Linked DNA regions of Drosophila melanogaster: region 1 is linked to region 2. A link is a contact called in public Hi-C data. All regions are on one chromosome and are shown on one strand. The core of a region is the stretch at or near the end of the contact, and the rest is flanking DNA. Distances in the headings are between cores, read along the strand shown. Region 1 overlaps Sytbeta (Synaptotagmin beta). Region 2 overlaps CG17839.

Region 1 (6,220 bases), core at 859-3,358, 200 kb after region 2:
TGGCTGACTTGAATAGAATATACCAATACTGGTTTTAAATTTAACTACTACCTATGTTTTTTGAAAATTGCAGCTGCTTTTTTTATGATGGAAAGTGCTGGTTCGACTTAACATAACATAACATTTAAGATAAATTAGATTCAACAATTAGATTCAACTTTTAAACAACGTTTTTAATACTCTCTGCTAAACTAACCTTAAATTCGAATCAAATCGCGTGACACAAAGATAAATGCGACTTTGAAGTATTCCATTAAACTTGTTACCGCACTCCGCGAAAACCCATTACACTTTACATGTCTGCAGTTGAATCCTTTTGCGGATATGAATGTCTGTGCCACAATCGCAAAACAAAAGATACGTGAGTTTGTCCGGTGACAAAACACTCGGCATCTGTTGACACCTGTATGGGTGTCTCCCCTTTTCTCCCCCATTTCGCCGCCGATTTTGTGAACCACCCCCCTCTTTGGCTGTCAGCGGCAGTTGGCGCCTGTGGCTGTGCTGCATACATTTTAATCCTATTAGCACAATAGTTACTGTTATTCCATATTGCAGTAATTTTTCTAGATTGCTCTCCCTGCCACAGACATGTCAGCTACAACACCAATGTCCTATCACTCCCACTCCCCCTCCGACGTCCTTGAGCTTGACCAGTACACCCCCCTTTTAAACCAAGGTTAAGCCAAACCCAGGAGAACCCACCCACATCCACCCAGGAAAATGGAAAATGTGGGTGGGGGTTGTGATGAATAAGTTGGAAAGTGAGAAAGTGGGGAAAATGTCAACGCCGTTGTTGTTTCAGTTTCTGTTTAAGCCGGTACTGCTCGTGCTCCAGCTGCTGGTTTTTTTTTTTTTTATTGTATGCACAAATATCCTGCGGTGTTGGCTGCTTTGGATGGCTGGACAGGATACTTAGGTGTGGTCCTGCAGTCTTCGAATTGCTGAGCGCTGAAAGCTATTTTGCGTGGCCAGTCCAGGTGCAAGAGGCTTCAGCTGCTTATTTGTGCGCAAAAACAGCACAAAAGTGGCAATGGTGACGGTTGGCAAAGCCTTTGGCCCCAGAAAATGGAAAAGGTTTTCGCATTCCTGAGTGGAGATTTACTGGGGCTCATTTAAATTCCAAAGTGAGTGAGGAGACAGCAGGCAAAGTGCTCTCATAAAGGTAAAGTAAACTAAGGGGAACTCAATTTTGTAATCCGCGGAGAAAGATGTTTTAAGCTAAGCGCTTTTCAGCCAAGGAGTTTTGAGGCAATATACGTAGTGTAAAATGCAGAATTGCATCTGGATTGCAACAGAATGTTTCATATATAAATGCACTTTTTCCCGAAAAAGGTTACTACGAAATTAAATGTAAGCTAGAAGGTAATCAATAAATTGACACACATTTGATATTACCATAAAAATATCTATGTAAATATTAGAGCTTTAAAATTCCAGGAACTAATAGATCACAACTCTTTTCATACAGAGCCCCCAAACGAGCCATCACTTCATTTAAATGCTAATTTGTTTAGTTTAAAGTTTGCCAACTGTGCCAGGTCTTTAGGGCAAACTTTGCTAACTGACATGTGTCCGTTAGTGGAAACTACTGACAAACTCATTAGGGGCTCAGACTCTGGGCCCAACGCCAGGCTAATCTTTTGGCACGTCGACTTTATTGTAGTTTGGACAAAAGCCAAACAATTGGCCGGGATAACTTTTGGCACACGTCGTCTAAGCCGTAATCTGAGCCAGGCCCAAAAGGAGGAGTTAGAATTTGGGAATTCCGAGTCCGGAATCAGGAACAAGGATTCCCGGATTCCGGAACAGACAACAGGCGGCAGACAAATGAACGACAAACACACAATACACACACAATAAGATTTCCGCTGTATAAGTCTTTTGTAATCTCATTTAAATAATTGCGGCCAACAACAGTGGAAAAATGGAAAGCGAGATGGCACAGTTAGCAAATCCGCAAATCTCTGCTTCTAGCCAGACGGTCGGACGGATGGACAGACGGACGGCCTTTTGAACGTAGACGGAAATTAAAATGTAAAACAGCAGCTCATTATACGCTCACCTACACATACACAAAAGGAGGGAGAACGAGATATGCAATGGAAAAGAGATGACGATAGTCGAAGGACTTTCAGCCAGGACTCACATACTATATACACTGCCAAACGGTAATTCATCTTGCACTTTTTGTGGCTGGAAAGGAAATTGGGCTGCTCGGTTTTACTTCTTCCGTGCGTGGCACTTTATGATCCTGCCACACAATTTGTGTTGCCTGTTATTGCCTGACATTTATGGGGGTTATTTTGTGAAAGGAACTAACATGCCAACTTTGTTCCCTGTCCTTGGATGCACTTTACTGCCACGCCCCCACTCCCACTCGCCCCATTGGTTTAAGTCTAGAGTTTATTGCAAAAGCGAAAGAGCGGACGGCACGATATTAATACGGGCTTTTATTTGGATCCGGTTCAGTGGAGCAGTTTTTAGAAACTCTGAAAGGACAATATGGCAAAAATTGCAGCTATTGGACATTGGGATGCTGGTTCATTGTAACTACAATTGCGCTACACATTTAGTTATCAAAAATACAGAAGATATTATTTTTGTTAGCCCCATTGTGCCTATTATAAAAAAAGGTTCATTCTTTAAGAGGATACCAATCTGTGCACTTTAACTTTTCATTCTAAACTTTCGTGTATATAAAGTTATTGCCTTTGGAAACCACTGTCCACATAATTTCTTCTATATATATATATATATATATATATAAGACGATATTAATTCTACGTTCGTTATAATAAGATTTAATTTTAATGATTTAATTTTTCATAAGAAAATAACTTTTGGTGTTGCAAAATCGCAAAACATTTAAATTTTTGCCCGCATATAAAGTAATTCCCTTTGTAAGCTATGCTAGTGGTCTTCGACACTACGTGAACTGCTGTCCACATGATTAAGTATACAAATATATATTAATTAAAATATTATCCCAAAGAACTTCTCGAATTTAAGTTATAGTCTTTAAACTGAAAGAGAGAGTTGGTGAGACTAAAGGCAAACGATAAACTTTTTCGCCGCTCTCGCATTTCACCATTAAAAAGTTAAAGTTATGCATGGCCAGCCGAAACATAAAACGATACCGAAACCCATAAAAGCTAAGCGTGGAATAAAATAGTTTAGCAGTTGGCAAGGGGGTTTGCAACAAGTGCTGCCAGCATTAGAGAACAATCGTCAAGGATTATCAACAGTTTGGCGCACATATTGTTATAGAAAAAGGCGATGGGAAATGGCGCAGTTATTGTGCGGCGAGGAAAACCCCGATCGAACACACTTGTGTCCTGGTTGGAAAAAACTGCCGATGATAATCCGCTCATCAAACGTCAATACGGCTCTCATTGCTCCACGAGTAAGGGAATACCCAATGCCCAAGTGCGGATGCCTGTCTGTCAACTTGTTTACAAAGGCGAGATGCGAACGAGTCCTGCCGCAGTCCTTGTGGGGATACCCAGGATACTCAGCGACTGGATCCGCAGCCACCCGGAGGCAAGAAATTAATCACCAATACAATGGAAATTGTGCGGCTGCAGTGCATCGATTGCATTACGCGGTGGCAGCTTTTCCCGCTGCTTCTATCCTTTCCGCAATCATTCTACTACGAATCTCTGGTAAATAGCCCTGCGGCCACACGCAGTGGTTAACAAATGGTTTTGCCGGAATGTGTTTAATGCTATTTGCCCTATTCTCAGCAAAGGCTTTTTTGTGATGGTATTACTTGTTTCGGCGGATCCTCGTTTGGTGGATATTTTCAATAAAACGATTTAAGATCGCTTAGTTCATTCAAAAATGGATTATAGATCCTTAAAAGAGAGAGGCACCTAATGCGTTTCCTGTGCAAAGATATGAATGGAACCTGCATTTTTGATAAGTAACCATGAAACTAACAATTTATGTTATTAAAGTTTAAAATGTATATCGATTTAGCTTTCTCAGCTCGTCGTTCTGACTGTCCGTTTGTTCGACTGTCTGTCCGTATAAAAGGTATTGTTAGCTTTCAGAGCAAGCAATTTTATGTTATGCGCATTTCAGTGAAGCCTAAGTTGTTCAAGTTGGTTTTAGGGGTTTCAGGGGGTTCTAGATGGGAGGCTGGGAGGAAGAACTCCACTTCAGCATTTCTGATTGTTCTTTATCCCCAGAGCTGTTTTATAAAAATAGCTTTATTGAGCATAAGAGGTAAGAGAATGGTGCTCAATAATAATGGTTTACTTATCATGCGAATCTTATATTTTAAAGACTTTATAGCCAATTAGTATAATTGGAAACAGCACTCCCCGTCTTACCATATAAGTGCTGCCAATTTTCTCAGTTCAGTTAGTTGTCAAAATCCGTTAGCAAACATCCTACATTGACAACTCCCCCCATGTGCTACCTCAAGTATATCGACAATGGCAATTTTCTCTGCGGTTTGAATGAAAAACAAAATCAGATTCAATATTGCCATAAACAACTACAATGCACGCCGGTTGAAGTGAAATGGGGAAATGTGTGTTTGGCAAATGTATTTTGCAAATCGCTGTGCGAAAGGATGGGATCAAAGCGAATCAGCCGCCTTTCGACAATTTGCCCATTTAACCCTTCGCAAATCAATGGACTATTGTTTGGGGGCCTGGCTGCAGAAATTGCACTGCGATGCATTGACATGATCCGATTTGCCATTCATTCAATGAGATGGATGCTGATGGCGATGGCAAATGCAGCTAGTTATTTGCCATCAATCTTGTTAGGGACTAAGAAAAGATTTGCCCGACTGGCACACTGGAGTGTGGCGCAAATCAAGGACATTCATCGTCTTGAATCCAACCTTCTTCTCTGAGGACCTCCTAAGGACTCACTGCTCGGCATATACGTATTCCCCCGTGGCACAAAAACTTTTCCAAGCCCCTTAAATGCTGTGACGTCAATGGCCTCGGTGTCTCGCTTCAGCTGTTTATTTGTTTACTTTGCCCAAAAGAGTTTCAATTAGGCGCAAAATTTTCTGTTTCAAAGTTTTAAATATAAACAAAGGCCATCTACATTTTGCATATCTTTTTTTTTCGCTTTCGTTCGCAGCGATAATTTCATTTGGCTAAGCCAACTTAAATTTTGTTGGACAGTTGATTTTTGACGCGACAGTGACTTTCCACGAAAATTAGTTATTTAGTTATTTATTTCTTGTATATAAGTATTTTACATTAAAATGCAAAATATGGAAATTTAAAATATTTATTTAATTGGTGGTGCCACCGAACGTCATCGAAATACAGAGTTCGGCCATCGCCGCACCTGATGGACATTTCAATTGTCAGTTTGTGATGGACAAATTAATTATTGCCTGAAATTTGATTGCCATATGCCAGGGCAACAGGGATCCAATTTTTGGCCCCACCATCCGATAACCTTCCCCACCTTCTCCACTCATTTTCGCTTGTGCAAAAAAGGTCCTGACAAATCGATGAGTTGGGTTGTATGAGTGAGTTAGTGTACGTGTGAGCGCAGAATCGTTATCAGGACATCATTTTTGGCTTTCATCTCTCTGTCGCTGGGTATTCACCACCTCCGCTCTGCCGCCCATTGCGTTTTCCTCGAATTTTTATCGTTGTCAACTTGGCTGTAAAAAATATTTTGAAAACTTTCTGCTTGCATAAGCCTGAGTGCTTGATGTGTGTGTTCGGTTATATGGATTTCGCCCGACGGCCATAGCCCAAAGACTGGAATCAGGTTTCAATATCGCGATTGCCTCCGCAAATTGCCTGCGAAAATCTAATGCAAAAAATTTTACTTGGAATACAAAACACAGGACCGTTTTATGGAAATCCGTTTTGTGGCAATTTAAAAACAAAAATGCCTCGCGTTTGTATTGCAATCGAACTTTTGTGTTATTCTTTAATTTGATGCCGTTTTCTCTCTGCTGGTGGTTTTCCATTTATTTAATTTCTCCAAGGAAAAATGAAAATATTTAGATTTTATGGAAAAGTTGTTTGTTGAAAATTTAAACAATCCTTTGAGCTTCCCATTGCCGTGAAAAGTTTTTCTTTGAGGGACATACTGCGATTGGAGATTTGGTTCATTCTTGGACTGCCAACCACTATTGATTTTGGCCAACTGAAATCCCTGCTCTACGTGATTCCATTTCCATTTCAGTGGGCGGCGGTGGCTGGAGTGCGGCTTTCACTCCGCGCCATCATGC
Region 2 (6,206 bases), core at 3,046-5,545:
ACTTCATAGGCGCAGAAACAATTTCAAAGAAATAAAGATAATGAAATAATGTAATGAGTGATTAAGTATACGCATAAAAGAATTCGAAATCATCTTGAAATATTTGTGAAACATTAAAGGCAAACCTCAGCCGCATTAAAATGTACACATTTCATATTTTCCCGTTTGCATTTAAATAATTTATTGGAATAGTGTCAGGATTATTGCGGCTAACCGAGGCAATCGAAATGCCAATTTAGCAAACGGAAATCATCTAGAAGATTTCAATCGGAAGAAAATGTCAACAGAACGGAAAATTTGCCAAATTAAAAACTGTGCCAAAAAATAGCAAACGAATAGAAACCAACACGCTATATATATAGTATATAGTATATATATTTTCCATATGTTTGTGAGCAATATAAATCATAGTTCAAGGCTGGATTTAATGCATTTGCAGCCTGAGATGGCTTAGCACAAGGGCGAAAACCACTTGCGCCTGCCAGAACTGGAATAAAAATGCAATGTTTTATATATATATAAGTGTATCCACAAACAAACGTGTATAAAATGCGCATATATAACACATAGAGGACCGCAGCTCGCATTTAATATAAAAATAAATAAAACGGAACTGGGTTGCCCCCAGCTTAGTGAAGAAAAAGACGGGAAATGGGGTTGCAAAGTGTTATATAAGTAAAAAAAGTGCTTAACCTGACCTTGACTTATAAACACTTTTAAAACAATTATTTTTCTTTTTTTTTTTGCATTTTGCATTTTTCTGCCGCTGCTTATTATTGCAACTAGCAACCATAGAACAGAAATCATTAAAGTTGAAAAAAAAACGTAATAATAAAGAAGCGAAACCCACTCGACTTGATGCAAATAAGCAAAACAGCAGCAGCTGAAATGCTTTGAGTGATGCTTATGAAGCTGAGCCAGCTGAGTGGGTCAGTTGAGCCCGGTACATGTGATCACAGTGAGCACTGGCTATGGAGTATAAATATATAGATAAGTACAAAAGTACCCAAAATGAGATAGAAAATACAGTCAAGACACAGATGCCTATTTGCAGATTATGGTTTGATTTTTGATATAATATGATCCATTCCAAATACTTAGAAATTATTTACGGTTTCTTAAATATTAAAAGTTATAAAATATTTTCCAGGAAAGTAAACATTCAAATGAGTTTATTTTACAGACCTGCAGCAAATATAAATGATATAAAACAACTAATTATATTTGCATTCAGTCAATAAAGGGATTTTCAATTCACAATTAGCGCTTTTCGATAACAATGAATGCATTCTGTGGCAGACCCCTTATAATTGCACACAATCAGGTGACTCTCAGCCAGTTTAAGATTTGCCCATGTGGGTAGGGCTCCCCATCCCCATCTGCCGCCCTTCCCCGTTCCCACCCAGCTGCAGTGCCTCACTACCCCCTTTTGGTTGGAATCCACAATAACAATAACTATGCATGAGCTGTATGAAAGTCAAATAATAATGATTGGAAGGAACCACAAAAACCGACTGCGCCACAAAATCAATAATTAAAATCGCTGCAAGGTGCTTCTCTTGATTACACGAAAAGATACAAAAATCATATTTAACTTGAATCGAGAAAAAGTAAATGCTGGCTTCAAAGGCAGCAACTAAATCAGCAATTTAAAAGCCAAAAACAAAAAGAAAAAAAAAAATAAAAAGAGAAACTGAAGACAGATAGGCAAAAGCAACAGTAGTACAGCGATGAGTACTAAACGATAGACAGAAAAATATGAGAATAACGATACAGCACCAAAGTCAGAACAATACATAAAAAAAAGACGTAGCTTAAACCGCAAAAAAATAGCATCGTTAGATGCGCCTCAAGGTCAGCTGAGCATTTGTATCGTATTGAATTCTCGGCGTTGAAAATAAGATAAAGAAAAATATAGAAACTAATCAAAATAATAACTCTGAGCAATTAAAGTCGCTTAGAAATATAGTTTTAGAGACCTGGGACTTTTGAATGCTCTATAAATAGCCAATTAAAAATTCGAAATACAAACTCTATATTTAGTAAAGAATTGCTTTTAATTTAACTTGTGGATGATGTAACCTAAGTTAGCTAGGGTTAAAATAGCCATCAAGTAAATTAAAAAATTAGTGTTTATTATTTGTAACCCTTTTGCGATTCTATAAAATCTAAAATAATAAGCACTTGCTCTAGCTCGTATTAATTGGTTTAATTTAAATTAATATGCAGTTTTTTGCATTGCATGTTCAAATGTCTCAGAAAATCTGACCTAGTAATAATATAAAATGATAAGTGTGTAGCTGTCTCTTGACATGGAAAATCTCTTACATTTTTCATAACCCAAATTTAAGATTGCTGTGCGCTGACTGACGTCTTACGATCATTAGGAATAAAGTTACTACTACATTAATATTTTAAATACCTCTGGGCGTTACAAATAGAGATTCTGGACGTAAAGCACTGAAAACAAGAGGGATAATTGCAACGTTTTGTGACTTCGACATGTGTAAGCCAAAGGGCTTACAAACATGTTGGGGGATTTGAACTGGAGCTTTATGTTCACACATCTTGCCCAAGAAGTTATAACTCCTTAATCTGTTGTTGTTCTGCTCTCGGTGGGTTTTGCGTTTTCGTTTTTTGTTTATCTGCCAACTTTGACAAACATCAGAAATGGATGCCATGCCAAGGAGGGGTGACAAAAAGTGTGACAGCATTCTCAAAACTATTCTGCTGGGCCAAGCCCCACAGGCGTTTTTGGATCTGTCAGAGTGCCAAGTGAAGAAGATATTGCAACATTTTTAGCACTTCAAGCGAATGGGGCACAAACGCTATTGACACAAGCTGGATAAGCTGACAAAGGTGCTAAAAAATGTGAGAAGATTGAACGCTTCACTGACTCACCTGCCCAAATGCCTGACTGACTGCTTGACTGACTGACTGAGTGACTGAATGAATGACTGTCTGACTGGCAGGCAGTTTATCAAATGATGGACGGTTGTGTACATATCTCTCGATTCACAGTCACTTGTGTAGCTGCGCTGCTAAGTAACTGAAACTGGAATTAACTGAAGCCATATTTAGTGACAATTAGTGAGTGTAATGCGACACAGTTTGTGAAATGTGAGACTCGGCGAAAAAGTTGACAACTTTTGGCTTGTCGAAACGTGTCCTCTTGGCACTTGCCACTCAGTGATGCATATTTGCAAATCGAAATTTTTCATTGTCAAAATTTTGAACAAGAATTTTAGAAAATAATTGATGGGTGGCTAAAAGCCATAATATTAGCGTGACTGGTTTCTGACATAGCTAAAACCATAAAAACGGAGTCATAAAATTAGAGAAACATAAAATACGCTTGTGATTTAAGGCTTACTCGATTGCCGGCGGATATAAATCTTTTCAATTCAATCAAGTTTACAAAATGTAAAATCAATATAAGTGGGTGAACCATCAAATGGCTGTAAAGGCTGTAAAATGAGTAATATAAACTAACATATTTTCTAGGAAAAATCATACATACATCTTGGCATTCAATAAAATCTTATGATTGAAAAAATTTCACTTCATACTTCAAATTTGTACCAATTTCTAATTAGTATATATATATATATAGTATTAGCAGTTGCAATCTAGGTAAATCAAGAATGAATTTAAGGCATATATCATGTACTTCGATGTCTCATTCATGTTGTTCCAGCTCAGCTAAGAAAATTGTTTAACACCCATAACTGAACTTTTCCAGTATAACCGGCCAGCTGGCCTAATAATTTATTGGCCAAGCACTTAGTATTCCGGTGTTGACAGGGCCGCAAACCAGAAAAAATCTGTACCACGTCCATCTTAAATGACAACTGGCATTGAAACATTTAACGCGTTTATATTTAAAATGTTTGACTACGCATATGGTGTCTGGCTAAGTACATAAATGTATGACTATGGCTAAATGTGTATGCATATGTTGGTCTTGAATCGTCGAATCGCCGCCGCTTCTGCCTCCGCCTATTTTGGCCAAGACAGCTCAGCTCAGCAGAGCACACACACTCGCAGTGCATACATAATTAATTTATAAATTGTTAAGACAACGAACGATACAACACTTGGCCGTACATTTCTTTTGATGCTTTATCAACTGACTGGAATTTTGTGATGAGGGTTGCGGTGGGGATTGGGGATTGGGGTTTGGGGGTTGGGTTGGGCGGTTAAATGGGTGGCGTTGGGTGGTGCTGGGTGGCAACGGGCTGTCAGCTAGCGTAACGCTTCGTTTGGTTTTGCCTTGACAGCTGCCTACTGGTGCGGGTTGGCTGGTAATTGTGAGTGGGTGGGGTTGCGATAGGGGATGTTGGGCTGGGCCGTACAGTCAGCCTGTCTCAATTAAGCGCAAATTGAATTAAATACTTTCACATGCGAAAACAAAGCTGGCCAAACACGCACTCCATGGCCAGGAGACTGAAGACGTGTTTTTCCTATTAAAAAGAAAAATGTGAACGTAGAGCGGACTTGAAAGGCTGGCTCCGAAGGGAAACGGCCATGAATCTGTGCCAGATGAAACAATGGCAGGCACAAGCCTGGGATTCAATGATAACAAATTGAACGTGTGCTGGGAAAATGTATAGGGCTTATGATCCTTCATACCCAACAGAATGCCAGAAAATTCTATTTTGTGTTTAAGCTATATTTGTATTTAAATATTTATTTCAATTTCCCATTAGATGTGGATGAGGAAAATAGGTTATAGAAATGTTATAGAGGCTATTATCACAGAAAAGTTATGGAATAAGTTTTACGCAAATACAAAAAAAATTTAAATTCATCATTGATTCATTTATTTAAAAAAAAAACTAAGCAAATGGACAGTAACAGTCTCTTGAGCAATTTAAAGAACCTCCAATTAATCTGCTCATCCAAATAGCAATATTTAAATTATTATTATTTCCAAGAACAATCTGTAAAATTACAGTTGTTGAAATTCTTACAAACTCACAGGGGATTCAAGTTCGAAGCAGGCTTTTAGAGGCTTATAATCTCAAGCGGGACTCGTTAGAAAGCTTGAAAATACCTTTATACCCCACTCGAACTGAAATTGGTTTAATTATATGGATACCTTAGAGACATGAGTCCGTTCTGGGCCCACTGTGTTAAGCCCTCTGACTGATGCCGTAAATCCGCAGAGCCGCCGAGACTATTACGTGGTTAAACGCACCATGTCCACATAGGTCTCAGATGGCCGATCTGCCTGGCCAGTTATTCGCTCAGGCACACACAATCAGTTGACCCAGTCGTGGAAATGGGATTTGGTATGTGGATGGGGATTGGGGAATGTCCAGATACATGGACATAGATACAAATTCAATCTTTTACTGCCTGTGTGTTTTTTCTCAATGGCAGCGCTTCACTTTTGTTCGTACAATTTTGCACTTGCTTTCCCAGCACCATGATGTCCTTTTACCGAGTTTTTCTTTCGCATGTTTTGTTTTGCTTTGCTTTGCTTTGCTTTTGGTTTTGTTTTTGGTGTGACACACGTTTTGCTACAATCTTCTGGCACTTTGTGCTAGCTTTGAATTGTAACATTGAAAAAATATATATCTTATCAAAGATATGCCAATTTGTAAAAAGAAATATTTTAATACTTACTTCAATCCAAATATTATAAGCAGTAAGTCAAATCCATCTTATATCTAATTAATTCGATTAAAAATAGTAAAATAATATTACTATTTATTATTGAAAAGTTAAGATTTTTTAAGAACGATCCTAATTATTAATAACTTTTATTTGAATGCAACAACTATTCTTAAATGTCTGTAGTTAGTTTTTGCACGGTGCATGAAACCCACACACCGTTCTCGCAGCAGATTTTTCTGCGTTGATTTGTCTTGGATTTCTCCGTTCGTGTGTGTTGGTTCAGCCTTTAATTCATTAGACCACAATCGTATTAACTCTGTAGTTGGGGATCTGGGCCTGCAATTTCATTTCATTTCGGTTCGGTTTGGTTTGGCTCAGTCCAGTTCAGTTCAGGTTTTTTCCCTCCTTTCGCTCGTGACACTTTTTTTTCCAGGGCATCGCTTACAATATCCCCATACACGCAACACACACTCAAACACACGGATTGCTGTGGGACATGACAGCTTTTGGCTGTCATGTTTAGTCCGCGCGTTGTGTTGTGATTTCCGTTTCCGCTGGCAATCCGGCAAATGCATGCGGTTGTC

Evidence for each region. A called contact is a pair of places that touch in the nucleus more often than the background predicts.
Region 1: a contact with region 2 is called in a Hi-C map of the Kc167 cell line, with 1.7 times the contacts expected there. A contact is called at or near these places in 14 of 107 Hi-C or Micro-C datasets (the Kc167 cell line, the PNm cell line, the Ras3 cell line and 6 more) and 1 of 7 datasets of targeted methods (the Kc167 cell line).

Annotation. Positions count from the first base shown.
Region 1 is chr3L:15,023,968-15,030,187 of dm6, forward strand. All of the region lies in intron 2 of Sytbeta (Synaptotagmin beta), which reads right to left. CG32148 reads left to right here. Exons shown (of 2, transcript NM_168602.2): 2 at 1-42. Among named protein-coding and RNA genes, the nearest start is that of CG32148, 3.6 kb to the left of the region's middle.
Region 2 is chr3L:14,818,391-14,824,596 of dm6, forward strand. All of the region lies in intron 2 of CG17839, which reads left to right. Among named protein-coding and RNA genes, the nearest start is that of CG17839, 16 kb to the left of the region's middle.